Regions from separate parts of the Mus musculus genome. Here regions 1, 3 and 4 are each linked to region 2. Evidence: chromatin contacts called from public HiChIP or PLAC-seq data. All regions are on one chromosome and are shown on one strand. Each heading gives the region's core, a stretch centred on a gene start, on an enhancer-like site or on the middle of the called end of the contact. The rest is flanking DNA. Distances are from core to core; before and after follow the strand shown.

Evidence for each region. HiChIP or PLAC-seq counts read pairs in DNA pulled down with a chosen protein or histone mark.
Region 1: an H3K27ac HiChIP or PLAC-seq map of regulatory T cells shows a contact between it and region 2, with 5 times the contacts expected there. The contact joins the enhancer-like site here to the promoter of Pigc in region 2. A contact is called at or near these places in 4 of 39 promoter capture datasets (HPC-7-derived erythroid cells, embryonic stem cells, liver and 1 more), 6 of 115 datasets of contacts at active chromatin or transcription factors (T-cell acute lymphoblastic leukemia, effector CD8 T cells, large pre-B cells and 3 more) and 1 of 9 other capture datasets (liver).
Region 3: a contact with region 2 is called in a FOXA1 HiChIP or PLAC-seq map of pancreatic cancer cells. The contact joins the promoter of Dnm3 here to the promoter of Pigc in region 2. A contact is called at or near these places in 15 of 39 promoter capture datasets (the 3T3-L1 cell line, the HPC-7 cell line, the SN4741 cell line and 8 more), 3 of 484 Hi-C or Micro-C datasets (the N1E-115 cell line, cerebral cortex and embryonic stem cells), 7 of 115 datasets of contacts at active chromatin or transcription factors (astrocytes, effector CD8 T cells, embryonic forebrain and 4 more) and 1 of 9 other capture datasets (macrophages).
Region 4: a contact with region 2 is called in an H3K27ac HiChIP or PLAC-seq map of extraembryonic endoderm stem cells, with 5 times the contacts expected there. The contact joins the enhancer-like site here to the promoter of Pigc in region 2. A contact is called at or near these places in 3 of 39 promoter capture datasets (the 3T3-L1 cell line, 3T3-L1-derived adipocytes and cranial neural crest), 2 of 115 datasets of contacts at active chromatin or transcription factors (bone marrow-derived macrophages and extraembryonic endoderm stem cells) and 1 of 9 other capture datasets (adipose tissue).

The regions. Positions count from the first base shown.
Region 1 is chr1:161,711,819-161,717,707 of GRCm38.p6, reverse strand. No RefSeq gene overlaps it. Among named protein-coding and RNA genes, the nearest start is that of Gm31869, 53 kb to the left of the region's middle. Within about 2 kb of position 4,562, at least 59 of the 459 cell types and tissues checked have an H3K27ac peak or open chromatin away from gene starts, as enhancers often do. A contact at or near this core is called in effector CD8 T cells, memory CD8 T cells, regulatory T cells and 1 more, where this site is marked.
Region 2 is chr1:161,965,500-161,971,974 of GRCm38.p6, reverse strand. It overlaps Pigc (phosphatidylinositol glycan anchor biosynthesis, class C), which reads right to left and starts at 2,787. Exons shown (of 2, transcript NM_001039045.1): 1 at 2,696-2,787; 2 at 1-1,735. The coding sequence starts at 1,524. The coding sequence ends at 631. It overlaps 4930558K02Rik (RIKEN cDNA 4930558K02 gene), which reads left to right. Exons shown (of 7, transcript NM_001204904.1): 2 at 3,979-4,064.
Region 3 is chr1:162,476,004-162,481,912 of GRCm38.p6, reverse strand. It overlaps Dnm3 (dynamin 3), which reads left to right and starts at 3,879. Exons shown (of 21, transcript NM_001038619.2): 1 at 3,879-4,250. The coding sequence starts at 4,090. It overlaps Gm31985 (a long non-coding RNA gene), which reads right to left and starts at 5,247. Exons shown (of 3, transcript XR_373653.3): 1 at 5,038-5,247; 2 at 1,612-1,887; 3 at 260-681.
Region 4 is chr1:162,447,238-162,453,574 of GRCm38.p6, reverse strand. The region is part of intron 1 of Dnm3 (dynamin 3); the gene reads left to right. Among named protein-coding and RNA genes, the nearest start is that of Gm31985, 26 kb to the left of the region's middle. Within about 2 kb of position 3,889, at least 13 of the 459 cell types and tissues checked have an H3K27ac peak or open chromatin away from gene starts, as enhancers often do. A contact at or near this core is called in extraembryonic endoderm stem cells, where this site is marked.

The DNA.
Region 1 (5,889 bases), core at 3,313-5,812, 260 kb after region 2:
GCCAGACTCATGGAGAAGGCTAGGCAGATGCTTAGGTCCTGAAGAATTATTAGGACATGTAGAACATTGTGGGCAGGGGCAGGGGCAGGGGCAGGGGCAGGGGCAGGGGCAGGGGCAGGGGCAGGGGCAGGGGCAGGGGCAGGGGCCAGAGACAGGGGGCAGAGACTGCAGTGTCTGGGGAAGGTGTCTGGCTTTCCTGAAGCCTCTAAAAAATTTCAAGCAGGAAAGTATTGGGTTGTGATTTTAAATCATCCTGCTTCAAGGAGAATGTGGACTGAGATCAAGAGAGTGGAAGCATGCTAGTAGGCAGTGTTCTTCCAGAACATTCAGTGTGTTTCTTCTCTGTGTCTCTCTGCCTTTCTTCCCCCCCCTCCAGTTAAAAAAGAACATTAAACAAAAACCTACTATGGTCATTTCTACTTTCTCCTCCCTAACCATGGTGTAAATCCATGTTAAACAAACATGTTTTGCTTAGGAAAAAAAAAATCACCATAACGAGTCCTTTTGCTCAAAAAGTAGAACACATGGAGAGAAGTGACTGACTCTGTGTGGTAAACAAAGTGATGAAACTCCATGCCCGTGGAGAGCCCAAAGAAGAGCATTGGACAGTGAAAGTGGGGGGCACCAGCGTACGGGTGTTCAGAAGGCGGCAGAGGAGACCTGGGACACATGGGGATGTTCTGTGTGGTGAAGATGGTCAGTTAACTTGAGGACAGCGGTGACTAATACTTCCATGAGTCTGTTAGATTTTCCAAAATCCCTCTTGAACTTTCCTTTTTAAAAAAGATTCACTTTTATTTTTTAAGAGTGTGCGTGCATATTCCATATGTCTATGGGTGACCGTGAAGGCCAGAAGAGGGTGTCAGATCCCTTGCAGCTAGTGTTACAGGAGGTTGTGAGATACTGTTTACAGCGGCTGGGATCTGAACTTGGGTCTTCTGAAAGAGCATCAAACACTATTCCCTGCTCTCTTTCTTGTTCCCTTATAAACTTCCCTTGGCACTCCGGTAGGTGCAACAGCTTAAGACTCGTGCTGTTTTAGGGACTGACAGAGAGGTTGGATTCAGTCTGGGAAGGGAAGCGCAGGCCCTGACAGGCAAGGAGTCACAGAGAGTAAGACACTGATGAAGGGGCCTGAGCACCATTGTCCAGACCTGTGTGAAGGAATTAGCTCAGCTAGGAGTTGTGCTTTGTATCTTATTATTTCATTTCATAAGTCTGAAGTGTTTAGGAATATATCCAGGTAGCAAAATGTGATGTGATGTGATGTGTGTGTGTGTGTGTGTGTGTGTGTGTGTGTGTGTGAGAGAGAGAGAGAGAGAGAGAGAGAGAGGATCATATATATATGTGTGTGTATATATTTGTACATTATGTATAAATGCATGTTTAATCATTGAAAGTCTACCTGTGTGTTTCCAGTGTAAATAATTATGTCTATAGCTGTAAAAGTTTCCTGAAGTTTCTTTAGTAGGCTTCTAAGTATGGAATAACATTCTTGGGAGAAGTTTCTGGGCTATCAGTCATGGTTGTCTCTGCATTTTAAGGTTGGCAGTATCCCTGGTGAGTTATGGTGACCGTGGAGGCATCCACCCCTTGGAATTTCAGTCTCAATTTATCAAAAAACAAACAAACAAAAAATCAAAAACAATAACAAAAACAAAAAACAAGAATTGGAAAATTGTTAAATGGCATTTAAAGTTAGATTTTTTTTTCTTTTCAATTGTTGCAATTTCTGCATTTGATTTTTTTTAAAGGTCACTGGAAACTAAGAGTTTAGAAGATGTAGTGTTGAAACTGGAAAAAAAAGCACTTTAATCAATTTCTATTCAAACCAAGATTCCTTCTTGCAGTTGTTTCCCCTGTGAGAAGGTTGTACGGTAGAGAGAAGTGGGGAACAAGGAGGTTATTGTTTTTGTGAAACTCTTTGGTTTTAACTATGACCTTTATCATAGAAGGTAGGATGTTCTGTATTAAGTGGAAGAAATTTGTGGTGAAGAAGAAGAAGAAGAAGAAGAAGAAGAAGAAGAAGAAGAAGAAGAAGAAGAAGAAGAAGAAGAAGAAGAAGAAGAAGAAAAGAAGAAGAGGAAGAAGAAGAAGAAGAAGAAGAAGAAGAAGAAGAAGAAGAAGAAGAAGAAGAAGAAGAAGAAGAAGAAGAAGAAGAAGAAGAAGAAGAAGTATTGTAGCTTGGGGAAGCTCAGCTCAGAAGGAAACGGTACCCTACAATGGCTAGCAAGATCCGAGAGCCTACATGGAAAGACTCTTGAGCAGGACTGGAGGGTGACTGGGTGGCTGCAGTGGTTGTCATTCCTGGGATGTTTCATAAGCTTGAGAAATCCAATGTGTCTGGTCAGCTTTCACCAGTACAGCCTTTTCTCCTCTCAACAACTCCTCTTGTGCCCTGTGTCACCAGTTCAGGAGATGATGGCATACTTGAATACTTGCATTAAAATCAAAGCAAGAACAATATAAAAACCAAGGGCGATTCATTCTTTAGGTCTGGGCATAGCTGCAGCCTCCTAACTATGCCTGTTCCACAAGATCTCCTGTACTGAAAGAAGCATAGGAAGATATATGAAAGGTTTTAAGGTTACCTCCCATCCCCACTGTTATTTATCAAGCTTAAAATTTGCATAGATAACAAAAAGTGTGGCTTTCTTCTAGGTTCTAACCTGGGGAAATTTCTGAAGTACTTCGGAGTGTTTTTTTTAATATATAATGAAGAATCATTTGACATTGGGGGAACTAAATTACTTTTATACTTTACTGTAAAATTACCCTGATCTACCATGCTCTTTTGATATCCCATTATAATTTATTAATGTAGGTTCTTTAGTCGCATGCTGGATAATGCAGTTATCCCAGCTCTTTTTTTTTTTTTTTAAGGAAACTTTACTTTTCAGTTAATTTGTTACTGTCCAAGGAGCTACACAGGTTGTCTTAGAACAGCAGTTTATCTTTGAAAGTAGGGATTCTGGCAACCTGTCAGAAGGGAAAACCAAATAACCAAGCGAAACACAGTTTTGCCTTTCCTTCCAGCTCAGAGTGTCCCCGTGCCTCCCTGAATCCACTGCAGGCTTTGCAAGGTGCTGTCCCTGGTGCAAGCTGGGGAATTCCTTGGTTTTTTCCAACCAATATGCTTTTCTAAGAACTGTCAGCACCCAGTGCAGCAATCTACAACATTCCAACACCGTGATGCTCAGTGGTTTGCTGGCTTGACAAATGCAGAGCCACTTGAGACTGTAGCAGTTTCTTCTTCAACTCTTCATGCCCAGGGCTAGCACAGAGTGAAGGAAGACTAGGCACGATGCCTGGGAGTTTAATTTGCATAGTATTTTAGAAAAATCTGGTATACTAGGAGGGGCTAGGAGAGCTGTTTGCATTAGGGTCGCTGAGGCTAATTGGAGACAGAAGTTGTAGGATTAATATTCCTGAACAGCGTTCAGACAAAGGAATATAAGAGGGGCCATATTGTTGGGTATTAGCAAGGAGCATCACTGAAGTAGAATTATGGTAACTTAGATGCCCGTTAATCTAATTATCAGGTGGGCCACTTTTAGTTTGATCCAATTATAACATCATTCTAATGAGTCATAACTGAGTTTGAAGGGAATATAAGATTTCCTATAGCTTAAGAAGTTGGAAGAACAAAAGAAGACACATGAAAGGTTTTAAGATCGTTTGCCTTTTACTTTCCCAGGGTGAAATTGCATGTAAATAATAAAAATGTAATTGGATTATCTTCTCCGTTTAATAGTTGAGTAAGAGAAATTCCAAATGAACTTAAGAGTTTTTCCCCCAAGACAAAAACTAAAAACATCCTTCTTTAGGAATAAACCTGGAACAAAAAAAAAAAAATTGTAACACCAGGGATGGAAGAGCAGTAGTCATTATAGTTGAGGGCCTTGTAGCTGCCATGGGAGCTACTTGTGTGGTGGGAGCAGGCCTTGCAGTTAGGTGGTTCTCTTAATAGCTGTGTGGGATGAGTGACAACCCTAAGGCTAGAGTTTCTAGTTAAACAGGTCCTCATTCAGTCAGCAGAGCAGGAGACCCTGGGATGCTAGAAAAGAGTTAGTCTTGGGGCCTCTGGAGCGCATGTCAATGCAGTCCAGCTGCTGAGTCAATCGAAGATACCATGGTTACTATTTCTCTTTGGCTAGAGAGTTAGAGTCATAGGTAGATCCCTGTAATAATGAAAAAGTCCTTGGGTCACTTGATTTGATCTATAAAGTAGTAGTTGGCTTTCTTAACAGGTCCTTGATGCTTTGATTTTATTAAAAATAATAATATGAATAATAATAATCTTAGCATTCCCAAGGGAAGATCGTGCTTTGGGTCAGAGAAGCCATCTTTTCTCATGAGGGAGGTGTGTTTGAGCCAGTGTACTCTCTGTGTAAAAGGCCTTCTCAGAGTAGATCAGATAGGACTTGGGGTTTGCGTAGGGGCAGCTCACAGGTGAGAAGCACCTCCTTTGGCTTTGTGTTTGAGTGGGCTGAGCAAGAGGGGAAGGTGGTGAGGAGCCTAACGGGCTTTAGAACATCGGTTTCAGTCCCGTGTGACTGCTTGGCTGCGTGCCCACCTTTTGCTCCATTCGTAACGAAGTTCCACATTCGACCGCTGAGAGCGTTCTCACATACAGATCCTGTTTACATAAGAACTTTGATCAGACACCCACAGTCACATGAGAACTTTAAATACATCCTGGAAGGGTATCCTCTAGACACTCTTGTTTCTTAATATTTTGAACAACAACAACAACAAAAATCTTGCTCTGCTTTCAAGACTCTGAATTTCTAAAATGAATTCAGCTCACACTGAACTATTCATTATTCAGTGTGCCATGCTGTGGCCAGTTAAACTGTCTTGTATTGCTGCAAGATTTGGTGGTAGTGATTAAGCATAAATTTTAATCAAAAAACAGAATTAGTAAAAGTATACTACTGACTTTTCTACATCAGAATTCTCTCTCTCTCTCTCTCTCTCTCTCTCTCTCTCTCTCTCTCTCTCTCTCTCCCACACACATCTTTTCTATATCCCTCTTTAAACCAGAAAGAAATGCTCAACACATTTGCTATTCAAAAATGGGACATTGTTTTTCTCCCTTAACTCCTTTGCTGGAGTAGCTGCATGGTTTCTTTTGAAGCTCTCCACTTAAATTCCCCAAGAATTCCAGGGTTTACCCGGCACAGAGAAGGACGGTGCTAAATATAGAAACCACTGGAGATCACTTCCTCACACCACCACTTGTGTGCACGCCTGGAGATCCAGCCAGGACATCTTCCCAGCAGGGTTCATTTGTCCCTTACAACAGTAGTGCCTGTGGTTGTCATGAACTCTTGTTTTCTGTCTTTCTTTCTTTCTTTCTTTCTTTCTTACTTTCTTCCTTCCTTCCTTCCTTTCTTTCTTTCTTTCTTTCTTTCTTTCTTTCTTTCTTTCTTTCTTTCTTTCTTTCTTTCTGTTTTGGGATTCCCACGCACAGCACATCCTGTGGCAAAAGCTTAGCAAGGTTGCGATCTGGTTGCATTCTAACTTATCTCCCTCAAAGACTGGACTTCCTATTCCTGTTTATACCTGTGCCCATTACCAGCTAAGTGGCTGCACTATGCTTTTCAAACCTTGTCTTTTATTTCTTTTTTCTTATAAAAGTATAGCTGTGAAAGATGAAGTATTTCTGGTAAAGACATTTTCCTTTCCTTCTGGTTGAGGAAGGTTTTGTTCTCCAGCCTTCTTTGCATCTGGGGATGATACTGAATATATATGTGTGTGTATATATATATATATATATATATATATATATATATATATATATATATATATATATATACACAGAGAGAGAGAGAGAGAGACAGAGAGATACAGAGAGCACATGGGGGCTCATGCCTTACTTTTACC
Region 2 (6,475 bases), core at 1,538-4,037:
CTCCTTGAGTGACCACTTCTGTGGTATTGGACAACAAACTGGATGCCACCATCAGGGATTCTCAAATTTGGGCTCTAGATATATAAAGGTGTCCCTTAGTATACACAGAAAAGGCTAAACAACTGATTACACTTTTACACACACACACACACCTTCATACTACTTTTGTCTTATGCTCTCATAAAAATGAGACAGGGCCAGTGTGATGGCTCAGCTGGTAAAGGCCTGTTGCCAGGGCCTGAATTTGATGCGTGGGACATACATACTGGAAATAGACAAACCCCCTCTCTTATACACACATAAATAAGGGTTTCCTTGTTTTGTTTTTTTTAAAATACTAGACAATGCAATGGATATTACTTTTTTAATAAGCAGAACCCACATTACATCATTTGTTACAGGGAATAAAGGACAATAATTCATAACAGCACCAGAAAGCTTTTTCAGTCACAAAATAACTGAAGGACAAGCACCCTCCCCTAAGCCCTTGGTTAAATGCTTTCTTCTGATCTCAGCTCTACCATCTAGATCAGTCGGCTGCTTCAAGAGTGGACCCCTGCCTTTAAATGTTGCACCGGTTAGGCTCGAAGTCTTTCCGCTGGTCTTAATAATGAAATGAAGGTCCCTAGATTAGCTAAGGAACCTAGACAAGTCTTCCTTGATTTCAGCTTCATCCCAAGGCCCGTGAATATTTTCCTTAAAAAGCTGCAGATGAATGAGGTAGTAAGGGCAGAGACAGGAGATGGAAAACAGCAGGAGAGCAAAGAGTATGGCTCCCACAGCACTAATGGACAGAAGACCTCCAAAGGCAGAAAAGGCAAAAAGCAAAGTGACCCCTACATAGCTTCGCGGGGTGTACGCCTTCAGTTTCTTCTGTAACATGGGCCACAGTGCAAAGATCTGGATAGCAAACGTCACCATAATGAAGGCGTGGAGTGACCGGGGGAGGCGTGAGGCCAGGCAAACAGAAGCAAAGATGGCCATGTTCAAGGACAGGGTGCTGGATACAATAGCAGCATTGGCACCGTAATCAAAGAAGATGAGATGGCCTAACAGCATAAAGACTGCCATGGCGTAGATAGTGTCTGTACTGACAGACTCCGTCAGGGTCTTTAGCACAGGTGAAAAACCGTAAGTGAAAGTGATAAAGACCAGAGTACTCTTCAGGTCGGCCCACCGGGTCCGCCCACTCTTCTTCCGTCCATCACCTCCATCGATAAGATCGAATAAAACATACCCAACCAAGGAAGATGCCAGTCCGGTCCCAAAAAGCCACTGGGGAGCCAGAAGACCCTCATCCATGTACCACCAGATCACTACAAAAACACAGACACTGCACAGCTGCTGTATCACCACACTGGACTCAAATACCACAGCCCAGTACTGGTACTTCCGGGCATAGATGTTTTTCCGGAGTTCTTCCAGGAACCTCTGGTCAACATAGTTATCAGGGAACGGCTGCCGCTCATATAAAACCTTCTGCCACTTGACTTCTGGGGTGTCTGTTACACGTTGAGCACACATTATCTCATTCTTTCCTCAAATCCAGGTTGGCTCAATCTCCCTCAGGGACGTCCATGGGGTTCTGGTTCTTGATAAATCTGTAGATTAAGAACTCTCTGGAAATGCCATGCTGATACCCTACAGAACTTTCCTTGTTTACAAAGCCTTCAGTACAAGCTGAGCCTGCATTAGATGAGTTTGTCCTGAGGGTCAGGACAACACAGCTAAATTCCTAGAAGAGAGAACTGTAAATATATGGAAGCTGGCATCAGATACAATAAAAAACAACTTGGCTTACTGAAAGCCTAGATAAATTGTGTCTGGTGACATAATGCGGCATTAAGCCTTCACATTTTAAAGTGTAGTCTTAATAATTGATATCTGCATCTAACTCAGAATGTTAAATGTCTTATGCACCTTCTTTAACTGTCACAGCCTTACAAGTTAATACCAGTTATGAGTTTACCTAATAAGACATCTGAGTTTCAAAACAGTAGAGTATTTAGGTCCCAGGCTAACAGCGTGGAGCCAGACCTCCTACAAAAGTCTAGTGTCAAAGTCTCTGCTTCTGGTCGTCCTTCTCTAAGCCAGTCTTAACTTGGGCATTCATACACTCTAAGGTTTATACTATTTTTGCATGATTATATTTGCAACTTACGCAAATTTATAGGGACAGAATCCATCCATAGCCGTTACTAGGTCCCCAAAGGTATCTGAATAAGTTATCGGTCGAATGACAATAACCTGCACCGTACAAAAGGGCATGATCTCTCTATAGTTTTAGCCCAAACCAAGAACTCAAATCTTTTTTGTTCATTAGCTGAACTTACTATCCTTTAAAGTGCTATATCATCCTAATTAACTGAAACAGCAAAACTCTAGCGCAGGATCAAGAAAACAATCATCCCAGTCGTAAACACAGAGGTCATTCAGCAAATTCGAGAAAGAACTTCCTGCCGGACCGTCTGTATTTTTCGTGGAGGCTAGGATAGACCTTTGCTTTAAAAGCCGTACACCCTGGAGTCGGCCCTCACGCACTGGGACCTCGGGATTTGAAAGGTCCCCGTCACCGGGCGGCGAAGGGTCTTGGGCTACCACTCACCCAACCGGCCTGCCCCGCCCGCCGCTGCCGACCCCCGCCCCAGCCTTGGATCAGCCGGAAGCGCTCACAGCGAAGGACGCCGGAACCCACCTGCACCAAGCTCTTTAGGGGGGTGCACGACCGAGAAGAGCGGCCGCCTAGCTACTTCTACATCCGGGACGCCGGCTTGGAAGGGGACTACTGTGGAGGAGCACTTCCGGATCCGCAGCACTCGGCGGCCAAAGCGTCCCGCCCCGAGACTCCACACCGCGAGGTCACTGCTGCCCTCTACTGATTGCTCCTCTCCTGGCAATCTGCTCCTAGTGGAATGCTAAGCCTGGGAAGCAAATCCCTCAGTGGGAATTACTTCACAGGGTGTGGAAGGCAGGAGAAGGCAGGAAGAGTCGCGGGGCTGGTGGAAGACTGGTAACTGCAAGGTTACCATGACATGTGTTGACAGGCTCTCAGCCAAGGGACTTTCCATGCATCCAAACCCTCCTCCTATAGGTGCCAAACCAGGCTTCTGGTATTCACCAAAAAAAAAAAAAAAAAAAAAAAAAAAAAAAAAAAAGGGGGGGGGAGTCGGGGAGATCCCAGATCTCACATAGCATCCTGTGCGTTGACTTGCACAGAGACGATGCGATCATTAGTTTGTTTTTGACCAAAGTCAGGCAGCTGGTTAGTAATTGCAAGTAGATCAGAAATATCCAAATGTGGATGGCTCCAAAGCTGGATCCTTTCCTAGACTTTGCCACCTAAAAGAGATGAGGGTGGAGAGCCTTTGGGACGAGAGATTGCTGATTTTCAACTGGGGTCTTGGAAGTGTCACAGGATTTATAAATAGATGGAAGCTCGAAGAATTTAAAATATAGAGACTGTTAAATAGTGTGGACACAGAGGCAGAAAGCATGAACCCATTTATTCATATTCACACTATCTGGGCTTTGAATTCTTTGTCTGTAAAAGAAAGAAGGCGCTTATTTGTTCTTGGCCACCTTATGGAATGGTTGGAGGACTCTCGTGTTAAAATAGTTTGCAATGTATTGATTGCTGTGTGGTTGCTGTTAGCTTACTTTGCTTATTGTAATACCAGCACTGGTCAAGTATTTTAACTTTTTTTTAATATTTTGTTTTTAATTATGTCTACATATGTGCTCCTGACTCCAGGTGTCTGTGGAGGTCAGAAGAAGGTGCTAGGTCCCCTGCCGCTATAGTTACAGGCAGTCATGAGCTGGCTTGTGGGTGCTGTCAACTAAACCTGGCTTTTCTCCAAGAGGAAGGAGTGCTGTTAGCCACCAAGGCATCTCTCTGGCCCTGTGACTCCCTTTAAGATTTAGTCTTCGGAAGTGTGATAAACTCTGCAACCTGATCTCTTTCCATTTCTCTCTCTGTAGGCTTTTGTTCCAAAGTTTGACAAGATTCCTTGGCTGAGTGAGGCCAGCCTGGTAAACAAACCATTGATCCTGAGCATCCCCAGAAGGTAACTTCCCAGCTTCTGAGGACAGAGCCTTCGAGGCAGAGCTCAGTGGTTGTACTCTTAAGGTGGAGAGGTGCATGTGCCCTGTTGAGAAACCAAGTCGAATGCAAAAAAAAGAAAAAGAAAAAGAAAAAAGAAAGAAACGCCCTGGGTTTCTCAGACAAAGGTTATGCTATGTAAAGGCCTGGCTAGAAGAAATGAGAGCCGCCATAACCTTCATTTCTGCGTGTACTATTCAACCACAGACACTGTAACTCAAAACACTTCCATAGTTTCCCCCCACCCCGCTTCAATTTCTAGTCTTCGAATTCTAATTATCAATAACCTAGAACTATAACACGCCATCTTTATAGAGTAGCAATAGCTGTATTTCACGTGGGGCCTCCTCCAGTTTCATGGGTCGCTCATGCCCTCACAAAGCCAATAGATAACACATTTCTGATTTTGAAAACTGAGGATTTATATGTATGGGGCATTTCAGCTTCTACTTAAAATAATTAAGTTCTTCATTCAACACCTCCCCGCCCCTTACAGTTAAGTTGTCCCTGGGTGTGGTGATAAATCTCTGAGAGAAATGTAGGTTGTGAGATGATGGCGGGAAATAAGGAATCGGGGATGAGCAAGGACGGTGCAGAGGCAGTTCCATAGGCTTGTCTTAGACTGGAAATGGTTGCTAGAGAGAGCACAGGCTCAAAGAGTTTCTTTTCCTGTTGATAATCGTCATACATCTTTAGGTCTGTGAGCAAATGACCACATGAGGGGCATCCATGCCTCCATAACACATGTCTGCTTTGTCTACTCTTTAAAACAGTTCTCAAAAGGCTGATAGATGATTTTGTGTATTTTCAGAGCAAACATTTGAGTGCATGTTGTGTGTGTGTGTGTGTGTGTGTGTGTGTTTATCTGGCATGAGCAATGAGAGGTTCAATAAACTCAAAGGTTTGTTTAGGAAGTATCAAAGTAATATACCCACTAAGAGTTGATAACACCTCAAGAGTCATCGTGAGTAAATGATAACTTAGCATCCGTTTTCAATTCGACTATGTCATAAGCTCACATGCAGTCAGCTGGAAGCCACACTGATTAGGTTGGTCAGATGGAAGTAGCAGTGAATGGAAGAACTGGCCAAAGGTGACACTCCCTCTTCCTCAGTCAATGTTGCCTCAGATATCTGAGTCCAGGGCCAAATACGCTCAGTTTTCTAATTAGAAATATAGAAACTTTCAATTGCTAATGCCTGACATTAATAAGCTAACCGCCACCATCCCTTAGTACTCCCTGCCCATTAGATGCACTCTGAACCAGGGGCATCCCAGTGCATGTTCATCTTGCCTCCAACTCCCCTGTCCTCTGTCTGAGCCTCTGGTGAAAGGCAGGAAGTGGAGAGCAGAGCAGAGCTTGAGAGAGGCAGGCTTAGTACTCAACTGGGCAGGCATGGTACCTGTTTCAGAGTCAAGGTCAGGGTTGTCAGGGAGACGGGGCTATCTACAGCATCTGGAAAGGGACACAGAAACACACCACCACCACCACCACCGGCCAAATGTAGGTGAGTGATAAGAAGTTACTTAAGGTAGTAAGTGAAATTCTTTCCAATCAAACGCTAAGACTGAGGGAGCAATCTTGGTGTCTGGTTGGAGAAATGAGCCTACTTACCTCATAAAACGTGTGAGGTGAGTAAACAGTACCTATGGAGTGCCCTCACCTCTCAGAGGGCAGGATAAAAATACAGCTTATTGGAAAAGGAAAGAGGAGAATTGATACATAGCTATTTTTTTAAGGACAAAATGTATTTGTCCAGAGTTCCAAGTCCCACACTCTTTGTTTGGCAGTAACTTCCCTCAACTCTTAGGGGATTAGTTCTTAGGGATAGTTCAGTGAACTCAAAGTATTACCTACGCACCCGTGGGCAAGCAGATCTAATAGAATGGTCTAGAAAAAGGTAAAGGGATGTTTAGAGGAATGTGTCTCAGACTATGCCAGCTTCAAACAAGCTCTGGAACACAGCTGTGGGGATGGAAGTGAGACACCCCCCCACACACACACACACACCACCCCAGAAGCAACATGGAAGTGCCATAGGAAGCTTCCAGAAGCACCCTCCCAGCTTGGCCGAACTGTGCTGAACCCACACCGGTTAGTAAGAGGTTACAGCGAAGCAGGACTAAGCCAGCCTTCTTGCCTTTCATGGTCGGTTTGGGGATAATAAATCTGAGGCAGCCCATTCCCATAACAGAGAAGCTCGCAGAGGAATTTACATCAGACCACCTCCCCAGCTTCCTAGGACTCAGGGAAGCGACAAGAGAAACGAAACAAATACTTCCCGAACACCACACTCCTTTCCCATGAAGAATGAACGATGAAATCCCTTCTCACGAAAGCGGAGAGGTGTTCTTGGCAAAAGATCAGCATTCCAT
Region 3 (5,909 bases), core at 2,630-5,129, 510 kb before region 2:
GTTGGGGGCTGGGAATGGTGAGGATGGAGTTGGGGTTAGGAAGGCATGATCTGTGGCATTCACAGGAAGATATGGACAGGGGCAACGGAGGCTGTACTTGGTATTCTGTTGAATCACTGGGGCAGGGACTGAGGGTTTGGGTCTGGAGGGGCTGAGAGACACTCATTTAAAAGTTTGATCATCTTTCTGTGCCATTAAAAATTTCATAAATGGTATTTTAAAATGGAATTTTATAGCTTCACACACACACGCACAGTATTTACAGGGAGGTCAATTCAACAAGTCAATTGTAAATTTTGAAGATACAACTCAACAACTGAGAGTTAAAGCATGGAATAGCTTTCCTTTCAAAGCGCTCCTAAGAGATTCCAGAAGAACACGTGTAGACCTGCTTGACAGAGGAAGCATCTCTGTGTTAAAAATGCACATGTGAGACACAGACTGTTCTTCTTGTCCTTGATTTCTCAGTGCTTTAAGCTTGCTCACCACTGTTCTCTCTCCTGCATATGTGTCAATTTGACCATGTTTTGAGGAGACTACTGATGAGGGTCCATCTGTCAGATCTCAAATGAACAGAAGCCATTGAAGCAGGAGCCTAGAGGGCCTCTTCCGCAGTTGTTTGGATGCCTGGCAGTGCATGAGGAGCATGGGGTAGGGAGTCCATACCTTCTTACCAGCCCCCTAAGTCGAAGGAGAGAAAGGATGGTGTCAGTGTCACACAGAATGACTGCAGCTTGGACAGTCTGCCTGCTTAAATTTCTCATCGTGTTTAACAAGCTTGAAAAGGCCTCTGCAGTGAATCTGATTTTCAGACAGGGTCTAAAATCTGTGCAAAGGGAAGAAAAAGAAAAACCTTTGCAGAAAGAAGCAAAGAGCCCAAATAGATCCTAAGTAGTATTTGAGGCAGTAGTATTATTACCCAGCTATTAAATGGATAGCATGGCAAATGCTTACAATTTTGGTGCAGCTCTGCCTCATAAAAATTTATTAAATGTTGTGCTGAGCACTATGGGAAATAAACAAGATATGACTTTGTAATAATGTGGTGGATTTTTAAGAACATGAATCCCTAAACTCATATATCTGAGTCTGTGTTTTTTGGGAGAGTTTACATATTTTTTTCTAGGCATATTTTCATTACTGAAAATTTTTCTTTCAGGGAATGCTTTCATCCTGCAGCATATTTAAAATATATGTCTCTGTGTATATATATATATATATATATATATATATATATATATATATTTATTATTTATAGATTTAATTTTGGAAATAGCCAGGCTGTGTGTAACTAAGTCCTATAAACAAGGTAGGTGATCAAAATGGAGAAAATTCTGTTTATCTAAAGGGAAGTGTGACTGTGTTTCATGGAGTGTGGCTTTTTTGGGGGAGGCCACATCAGTTTTAAAAGTTCCTCTTGGTCTTTGGTGCTATTCTTTCATTAAGGTTATCTTTTAGATTGACCATGAAGTAAAATACATACTTATGTATCAGTGTTCTTATGGGCTTACTAAGTTCTTACACACAGAAGACAAAAAGAGTTTTGAATCTTTAGGAGTTACCAGGAAAGTAGTGATGACATAGATATGGGAGCCAGGGAGAGGAACCTACCATCCATCACTGGGGTTGGGACAGGGTTGAGATGACTGTATGATACATTCAAGACACTCGTCACTGAGCAGACATCCCTCCTCAGCTTTCATATATATTGGAAAGGTAGATATTAGCTTTCTGTGGGATTGTCCCATCTGCTTTTCCACTTTGTATTTCTGTTTCCTGTTTGTTTTACGTGGATTAGCTTATGAGTAGAAATCTACACCTCTGAAGGACCTTGGCTGTTTCTGCGTGGATTCAGAGTCTCTTGTCCCCATGTTACTGTGGAATAATCTGGAAAAGGGAAGTAAAGAAGAAAAGCAGTTGGCAAGAGTAATTCTGAACGGCTTCTTGAACTAAGTGAACAGGACGGATTAGAGGTTTCAAATAGCTGATATATTTTCTTTCTAATGCACAATAGCATATAGTCTTTTGCATTAGAGCTCAAAACACTTTGGACGTGGGCTAGTGTCCTCAGCTTATACAGCGTGTAGTGTAGTGGTGTACAGGAGGAACCCAGCAAGGACCATGTCTTCTTAGATGCTATCCATGACCCTCTGCAGAGGCAGTCATTGCTCCCTGGTTTCCATCACAGGTTCCTTTAAATACACCCTACATCTGCAGTAAGCTTGAATCGTATAACAAAATGCCATTGTCTGCATAACTTTAAAAGACACTTTTATCCAGTGTTCTCAGGGCTGGGAAGTTTAAGGTCAAGATGTCTGCTGATCTGTCCTGGTGAGGGCCATCTTTCTGCTTGGAAGATGGCTGCCATCTTGTTGTGTCTTTGTATGGCAGATGGGGCTGGGTCTCTGGTGTCTTTTATTACAGGAACACTAGCTCTTTCAAACTAGAGTTCCACCATTATGACTTTATTTAACCATAATCATTTCTTTATATCAAATACATTGACCTTGGAAGGATCTAGAATCACCATGGAAACAAACCTCTGGGCGTGTCTTTAGCTAGGTTAGTTAAGGTGGGACTACTCCACGTGTTGGGATTTCTGAGATTTCTGACTGCCTAGGAAGGACAAAGGTAGCTGATGATCAGCATCCGTTTAACTCTGCCTTCTGACTATAGATGCAATATGACCAGCCTCCACCCTCTTCTGCCACAGACGTCCCTGCCACCAGCTCCTCAGGGTCAGTGCGTAGAGGTTGCTGCAATAGTGGTCCAAAGTTTCCATCCCAAACCGGCAGCAAAGCATGGCTCTGTACTCCATGTGGTACTGGTTTTGCAGGCATGAAAAGTGAAAGACTGACTCAGCTATCATATAGCATATCCAGAGAGCCACCGAGCCTAGGAAACGTGGGGCAGGCTCAGACTTGGTTCACTGTTGTCCTAGAAGGGCAATAGTGCAATGGTGATGCCTAAGTGACAGTGAAGACCCCAGGGTGCTAGAGATGCAACACATTTTCCTATGTAGTCTCTAGTCTTTAGGTTACTTAAAGCCATTGGGCAATCATCAGATGGAAGATGTGCAGGACAAGTAAATATTGCGCACTAAATCCTGAGAGGTATCAGTATTCAAAATGCACAGGAAACAGGACCACGATAAGGAGGTGAAGAACCATGGCCATTTATCTTCGTGTCTCCATCTCCGGGCACAGACTCTTCTCAGTGTGCTAAATTTAACGGATCGAGTGCAGACTGCGTGGTTACAATGGACTCAACAGCCAATCTCTTTGTCCTGACCAGGAGCTAAAAGGACAGTTAGCTCAGGCAAGGAATTCTAAAAGCCAGAATGAGTATGGTAGGAGTAGGGAACAGAAAGGTTCAAGGAACTACACTTTAGCTTACAGAAGGTAGAGTAGGACAGGCTGGTAATGATGAGTACTTCAATAAGGTCAGGTAACCCAGTTTTCTAATGGGGATTGACTCTAAAAGGCCAGTTTATCTCTGCATCCCACAGCAATCTGGGGTTTTGGAGTAGGGGGTGAAATGTGAGATTTCCTTTTGGGAAATGTATTCTGGTGCGTACAGTGGTGGTGGTGCATGGTGAAGCTGATGTCAACGTGCTGTTAGCTGATGGTAGATGGTAGTGCTTTCCTCTAGGCTTCGTCTGTGTGGTTTAGCTCCTTCAAAAGGAACAACAATTCCTGTTGGGTGTGATTTTAGGCTTTTCCTTGACCAAGTGCAGTACTCTGCCCTTTAGCCTGGGCAGTGGCATCTGACTGAAGCTGGGAGGCAGTCCAACCGTAGGCCAGTAGGATTGGAAACTCTAGGGAGAAGCAGGGCGAGAGGCGTGGTGTGGGCGTGACCGTCTCAGGACCAGGCCACGCCTCCTTCGCCTCTCTGGGCTGCGCAAGCGCGTCGTGGGCTGTGAGCTGTCAGGATCCTAGCAGTGGGAGGCAGGGATCGGACATCGGTGCAGGGACTCCGCCGTGTGAGCCCCGCACAGCGACAACCGGGACAAGTGCTTCGAGGCCTGGGCTGCCTGCCAGGTCACACAGTCGAACAGGGACCTGTGGGGCAGTTGGCCGCACAGGCAAGATGGGGAACCGGGAGATGGAAGAGCTGATCCCTCTGGTGAACCGTCTGCAGGACGCTTTCTCGGCTCTGGGACAGAGCTGTCTGCTAGAGCTGCCACAGATCGCCGTGGTGGGCGGCCAGAGCGCCGGCAAGAGCTCAGTGCTCGAGAATTTCGTGGGCAGGTGAGCGCACCGGGAGCGCGGTGGGGGCGCGTCCGTGGGGGTGGGGGGAGCCCCGTGCTTCAGGCCGTTGGAACATGGAACGGTGTGGGGAGCCCCGAGGGTGGACTAGAGGCTGCAGCGGATTGGAGGCAGAGCACTAGTGTTTCTAGAGCGGGCGGGGTCCTCCTTGCTCTGAGCATCCTTCGCCCCAGCATTCTCTACCCGGTGGTGACCCCCTGTCTGCCTTTCATCCTGCCATACAAAGCCATTTCCTCCCCACCCTCGGTGGGGGAGTCGGGGTACGCCCTGGGATCCACTTCCCTCGCTGGCTTGGTGCGCGCCAGCCCCTGGCAGCCTGGAAGCGCAGCCTGGTGCTTTCCAGTCGCCAGTTCTCTTTCTCAACACCCCTCTCCTTTCCCTGTCACTCTCCTGGAAGCTCTCAGCCGGGATGTACCCCTCCTTCTTCGTCCACACCCCCCTCTCCCCCACCCCACCCCCCCGCCGCCCCGGCCCCCCATCCCCTGTCCCTGACTCTCATCTCAGCTGTTTACTGTTTGAAACAGTCATCGCCTGCCCGAGCAGGGGAGGCGGGGTGTGTGAACCCCGAAATCCCTGTGGTGAAGGCTTACACTGTTTGAAACAGTCATCGCCTGCCCGAGCAGGGGAGGCGGGGTGTGTGAACCCCGAAATCCCTGTGGTGAAGGCTTACACTGTTTGAAACAGTCATCGCCTGCCCCGAGCAGGGGAGGCGGGGTGTGTGAACCCCGAAATCCCTGTGGTGAAGGCTTACGGGGAGATGCTTGCCTACCATTCGCCTTGGGAGCTGAAGAATAAACGGTGGTGTGTTTATGAGTGTGCACCCATTCACTGCTCAGGCATGACTGAAAACCCGAGACCTCCAGGGATGACCGTGGACTTGCGATGTTCAGGTGCCTTGTCATTCCTGCACCATCTCAGAACTGACCAGCATCTCTCTTGCACTCTTTCTATGCCATGCGCCGCCTCCCCCCTCCCGCCCCCCACCAATCCTCTTGCATTCCTTAAGCTCTTGTTTATCCAGCGGGTCTTCAAGATAACATCCAGAATTCAAATTGTAGTTATAGCTTCATGTCTCACAATTTTAAACAACAACAAAGAGTTGTTATTGTTTTGAGTCAGAAATCAACGTTTTTTCCAGCAAACAATTCAGGAAGGATTGAGTTACCTTAATGGCCTTGTGTGAGGAGTGCATCCTGAAGGCTGGAATCTGTTTCCCAGTAGTAAACCAGGTAGAAGGTGCAGCAATGAAAACGGTGGGCTGGATGGGGCAATCTGAGATTACACTTTGTTCTTTTATTTGGCTGGTGAGCGGCTTGTGATGCAGAGGGTTCCTGCTGTGGTTCTCCATCTCCTTCTTCCTTTTTGTTATTGCTTGGCAATGTGTAAACTGTACTGCTGACTACTCCCACATTTTTGGGTGTGAGTGTTGCGAAGTGCGTTTCCCTTTTTCTCGAATGATGCTCCATCTCTCAGGAGATACTCTTCGTTTTTCTTGCTTCAATGTGAACTAGAAAGATAAGACCGTGTAATTGCTCGCAGTTGACAGCTACCCTTTCGTAGTTAGTTCCCTGGATCATTTCTCCTTGGTTTTATAATTAATTTTTGCTCAATAAAAAAAAAAAAAAAGCAATAGCAAAGCAT
Region 4 (6,337 bases), core at 2,640-5,139, 480 kb before region 2:
TTCTCTGCATTAACTTTTGATTTCCTACCCAAGGAATGAAAGATGCCTTTATACAACTTTGTGTACTACCATCTTGGGGCTGAATCCTCTCCACTGTGTTTTTTGGGGATATGGTTTTGAACCATAATATAGTTTGCCGTTTTGGAGAAAAGTACTTTGAGAACATTCTGAAGCGCAAACCATTTCTTTCGTGTCTGAAGGAAGGTGTGCAACACCCCTGGCATGCACCCTAAGCACCATTCCTTTCTTCCTTCCGATCTGGGGCTCCCTCCTCGGTCCCCAGGCCCTGTCACCTGCTGCCTTCCAGCTTGGCTCTGGAGAACCTCAGCAGAGTTCAGCTGTCCTAAGGTGTCCAGTGTGGGGGCTGCATTCATTCAGAGACATTGTCTTTGTGACAGAACCAGGAAGGGAAGCCGGCCACTGACTGTTTGCTGTTAAACAGGGAGGATTTCACGCTGGAATTCCTCCTCTCTAGTTTATAAATTATTTCCCCCCCCCACCCCCCATCCCCCAGCCTCCACCTCTGTGGCACTCAGATCCACAAAGAACTTAAATTCTTGACCTGAAAAGTCCTGGCTTTTCTCTTTTCCCATTCACTAATCACAAATAGACTGAAGACATGACCGGTGGTTATGGCTTTCAGTGAGATATGATGCTGGGTCACTGTTGCTAAGATAGCTCACTGCTCTGCCTTACTGCTGCTTCAAGATGAAAAATATGCTTATAGGCAATGGACGTTTCCCATCGCCTTAGGTCAGAAGGCAACTGTTACCAGTTACTCTCAGGTTAACCTTTTGCGAGCTAAAGGTAGAGACTAAGCTCTGGGGAGACTCAAGTTAATTTTTAAATATAGAAAGCTCAAGTATACCCTGTAGCTTTAATTACAGTTCACCATGTTAGATATGTGCTTCATCCACTAAATATTTGGGTTGTAGAGCTGTAATTTTGGCACCATTGTTAAGAACTATTAGACGTACAGAGCTGAGGCAGGTAACACAGGTGCCCTGGAGAGCAAGCTGCAGGACTAACTAGCTGTAACTATGTCTGACGGCTTCCTTTAGGAGTCACTTAAATACCAGGTCCTCTGTTTTACATTTGTCACTCTAAAAATATTACTAAATAATGATATCTGATTGGCATATATGACTCTCTAGATTCCTGACTAATTTAAAATGAAATTGTTTCCTCATTTCATGCACCCTGTTTATATCTTAAGAATACATTATTAGGGGGTCTCAGTGGTTAAAAGCACTAGCTGCTCTTGCAGAGGATTTGGGTTCAGTTCCCAGCACCCACATAGTGGTTCACAACTGTCTGTAACTCCAATTTTAGGAGATCCAATACGTCTTATGGCCTCCAAGGACTACAGGCAATACTTGATATACCTATATCTATATCTATATCTATATCATCTATATCTATATCTATGTCAAACATTTATACACATAAAATAGAAATATTTATTTAAAAAAAAGAGGGCTGAAGAGATGACCTTGAGGTTAAGAGCAGTTGCTGCTCTCGGAAAGGACCTGGTTTCAGTTCCCAGCGCCTATATGTGACTTACAAACACTCATAACTTCAGCCAGAGCACCAGATGCCCTCTTCTGACCTACATGACGAGCACAGGGCATGCATAAGGTGTACATACATATATGTAGGAAAACCACCTGCACACATAAAATAAAATAATAAGTCTAAGCAAGGAGAACACAACTGAAGGTAGTTTTCATGTAAAACTAGATATAAACTAATATTTGAATGTTTTCATTATGATCTGATAACCAGCAAATCTTGCTCATTTGGGACCCCTGAAGTCTGCCATATTACTTTCTTCTTTGGAAAGGGATGACCGCATTTCTTTCTTTTTTAAAAAAAAAATTATTAGATATTTTCTTTATTTCAAATGTTAAGCCCTTTCCTGGTTTCCCCTCCAAAAACCCCCTATGCCACCCCCCTTTTCCCTGCTCACCAAACCACTCACTCCTGCTTCTCTGTCTTGGCATTCCCCTACACTGGGGCATCGAGCCTTCACAGGAACAAGGGCCTCTCCTCCCACTGATGTCCGACTAGGCCATCCTCTGCTACATATTTGGCTGGAGCCATGGGTCCCTTCATGTGTACTCTTTGGTTGGTGGTGTAGTCCCTGGACACTCTGGGAGTTCTGGTTGGTTCATATTGTTGTTCCTCCTATGGGATTGCAAACCCCTTCAGCTCCTTTGGTCCTTTTTCTAGTTTCTCCATTGGGGACCCTGTGCCCAGTCCAATGGTTGACTGCGAACATCCACCTCTGAATTTGTCAGGCACTGGCAGAGCCTGTCAGGAAGCAGCTATATCAGGCTCCTGTCAGCAAGCACTTGTTGGCATCCACAGTAGTGTCCGGGTTTGTTAACTGTATGTGGAATGGTTTCCCAGGTGGGTCAGTCTCTGGACAGCCTTTCCTTTAGACTCTGCTCCACACTTTGTCTCTGTAATTCCTCCCATGGGCATTTTGTTTGCCCTTTCAAGAAGGACCAAAGTATCCACACTTTGTTCTTCCTTCTTGAGCTTCATGTGGTCTGAGAATTGTATCTTGAGTGCATACCATGTGCGTTCTTTTGTGATTGAGTTACCTCACTCAGGATGACATTTTCTAGTTCCATCCATTTGCCTAAGAATTTTATGAAGTCACTGTTTTTAACAGTACTCCATTGTGTAAATGTACTACATTTTCTGTACCCATTCCTCTGTTGAGGGACATTTGGGTTCTTTCCAGCTTCTGGATATTATAGATAAGACTGCTATGAACATAGTGGAGCATGTGTCCTTATTACATGTTGTAGCATCCTCTGGGTATATGCCCCGGAGCAGTATAGCTAGGAGAACCCAGCTAGACCACAGTTCTTTAAAATTTAAAGTCAAGGATTGACTTTTCGTTGAATGCTTATAATCATGTCACTTTGCAAAGTAGGTTGTATGGCAAAACGGGCATAGAATGTTCCTCTGTATTCAAAATTATATTTTTTGGGTGAAAGGTAAAGTATGGAATGATGAGCAAGCATCACAAAGCTATGGAAGTAAAACACTAAGTGAACATAACCAGGTGCCCAAGGAGCTTTATATGGTGCAGGCAATCAAAAGGAAATCGTTGACTTTGGAGGGTAGGGCCTGGGGGCGGGGAGCAGTCTTAAAACAAGGGGCACCTGAGGTATCCCTGGAAGTGACAGGAGTTGGGCAAATGGAAAGGTGGAAGGTGTGTGTGTATCTGGTAAAGAAATGGCTTGAATAGACACTTGAAGGTACAGGAGGAAAGTCTGGGCTTATTAGGTGAGTATTTCTGTTAAGCAGGTGAGATTTTATATATGTACAAGTGTGCTATGTCAGAGAATGTCAGAGGACACAGAAGGATGACAGCAGAGAGAAAGGAAGAGAGAGGGATAGTGAGGGAGGGGGAAGGGGGAGGGGGAGGGGGGAGAGTGAGAGGGAAAGAGGAGGTAGGTGGGATGGGATGAGATGGAGGACCCACCACACTTGGAAGCAAGAGACACCATGTACAACTAAGTACCTGTTGCTTGCCCTACAGGAGTAGGCACGCTATTTTGGCAAGTCAAATCCCCAAAGGGGCACTTATGTCACGAAGCAGATTTTCCGACATGTTAAACAGTTCTTGATAGTGTTCCAGATGAAGGGAAGAACAGGTTTGCCTGCGATTAGTGTGACTGGTTCATTCCTAGCAAATTGACTATATTGCCAAAATCCTTGGTAATTAGCTATAAAACAGAATTTGGCTACAATTTAGATCATCTGGCCTATATGAGTATGCAGTAGAACATAAGAAAACCCTATGGGATGTGGAATAACTGTTCAGTGCACAGGGCTGCAGGGTGTTTAGCATTCTTGGCCCCACAACATCACCACTGCTCTCTGTTCCTCTTCCCTACAACCATTGCCCTATTGGTATTTCAGACACTGTGTAAATTATGTATCCTAACCCATCCCCCTTTTTAAAAAGCTTAGTGATGGTTTTGCTTATTTTTCTCTGCCAAAACAAAAAAGAAACCTTTAAAGTATTTCTCAGGAAGACAGATTTTATGAAGCTAAGATTTAGTGAGTTCTTTACTTCTTTAGTTTATCCAACAATTGCTAGGCCCCTACTGTTTGCCAGGCAAAATACAGGTCTAAACTTTGGCCTCTGAGTCCTGTGGTCAACTGATAACTTATCTGCAAAGGTATGTGATAAGGTATGTGGGTGGTGGGGAGTGGTTGGGGGGAGGGGAATTTGAGAGGCATGACAAAGCACGACAGAGGAGCAAGGAAAGGCCAGGGAGAAGGACAACGCACATCACATTTGAGTTAGAGTCTGAAGGATGCTGTTAATTTAACAGTAGTGGAATGTATTACATTATGACAGAAAGTCTTCAAGACCTAAATCCCAGAACTTTGCTTGGCTTTAGGCCCCAAAGCCAAAGAAATCAATGAAAATAACAAGAATTGTGGCTATTCTCTGCTTCTATCATAAACTTTTATTTAGGTGTTCTTAAGGCATCATATGAAAAGTACATTTTGGGAAGTTGAATATTTTAAATAAAAGGTGGATTGCATAACCTTTAATTTCCTTCTCATTTTTATTCTTTAATTTTAAAAAACGATTTATTTTATGTGCATGAGTATTTTGTATGTATGTATGTATGTATGTATGTATGTATGTATGTATTTATGTATGTATGTGTACCATGTGCATGCCTGGTGCCCACACAGGCCAAAAGAGGGTATCAGATGGCATGGAATTGGAGTTATAGATGGTTGTCAGCTGTCATATATGTGTGTGATGGGAACTGCACCTGGGTCCTCTGGAAGATCATCACGTGCCCCTAACTGCCAAGCGTCTCCCCAGTCACACTTTCATTCCTGGCAGAGGTGCAGCTTTCCTAGAGAACTTCTTAAAAGGTGATTCTAAAAAGAAAAAAAGAAAAAGTAATCTGTGAACTAAAGGATCAAGTCAAAAGCAGGATAATGAGGTCTGAAATTATTTTGCCGTGACTCCTGTTTGCCATGGAGAGTAAAAAATATGCCCCGCCTTTGATTTCTCCCCAACCCCAGCCCAGCTCTGCTGCTGCTACCCCAGTGGCTTGTTCCCGTTAACCCGATTCCTTGACCTTTAACTACTGCACTGAAGAATTCAGACTCCCAAACCGTGAATTGCCTCATTCATATCTGCAGGGTTCAGACTGCACTTGAGTTTTAGGTGGGGTGTCTGACTATAAACAGACTAGAGGGGAGGGTGGGTGTTCTGCGAACGTACTGACCACTGCTGTCTTAATTACTCACTGAGAGTTTCCGGCACTCAGCGCAAGGATGTTCAGGCCAGCCCTCGTGACAGATCATACTGCCTCTGGTTGGCTCATATGGTTGGGAGAGAATATGGATGATAAAGTGACATTTTCATCTTCGAACATGGCATGGAGGAGAATGGGGAAGTGATCACTAACGATAAGATGCTCAACAAGCTCCCAAAGCAAGGACCAGTGACCCTCGGTGAAGCTTGCATGACATTCTTTTCAATACAAACGGAAAGACAATAGTGAGCTGTTTTCTCCTTTCAATCATATTCCTTAGGAACAACAGCCTCATTTCCTATTTTGTATTTCTCCATGGTAAATAATGAAGGCATCTCCACAAATGGAATAATCCAGAAAGATTAATTTAAAAATCTTTAATTAATAAATTAATTTATTTTTTTGGGCTGGGGACAAACTCAATCAGTTGAGAAACTTTCTTACATCTTGGTTAGACTGGGAATTTATTCAGGAAAAGATGTCTGTAAGTTACTCCCTTTCTTCAAACGCCTAACAGCCCTGGTAGAAGGGTCTGCTGAACTAAAAGCTTTCTTAAGCTTTGGGGAGCAGACGTGCTGTGGCAGAGACGGAAGCGCATCTTACTGATCTGCTGCCTATCTTCATAGCTGTGAACCAGCATTTATCCAAGTTTGTTGTCAAAGAGCAACATGGTCATGCCTTCCTTTGTCCTTCCTTCCTTGAGGTGCCCCACCCCACTCCATCTGTGCGTCGAAGTCAAGAATAACTTGGGGTATCATTTCTCAGGTCCCATCCACCTGGCATTTTGAGGCAGGTTCTCATTAGCTTATAGCTCTCCGAGCAGACTAGGCTGGCTGGCCAGTGAGTCCTGCAGATTTTGCCTGCCTCCGTTTCCCCAGCACTGAGGTGATGCCCGGCTTTTCTGTAGGTTCTGGGGGGTATTTAACTCAGATCTTCATGCCTGAATGGTAAGCACTTTTCCAGCTGACTTGCCACCTGAGCTCTTGTTTCTTTTTCTATCTCAGCTTGACACATCTGCAAAGGTT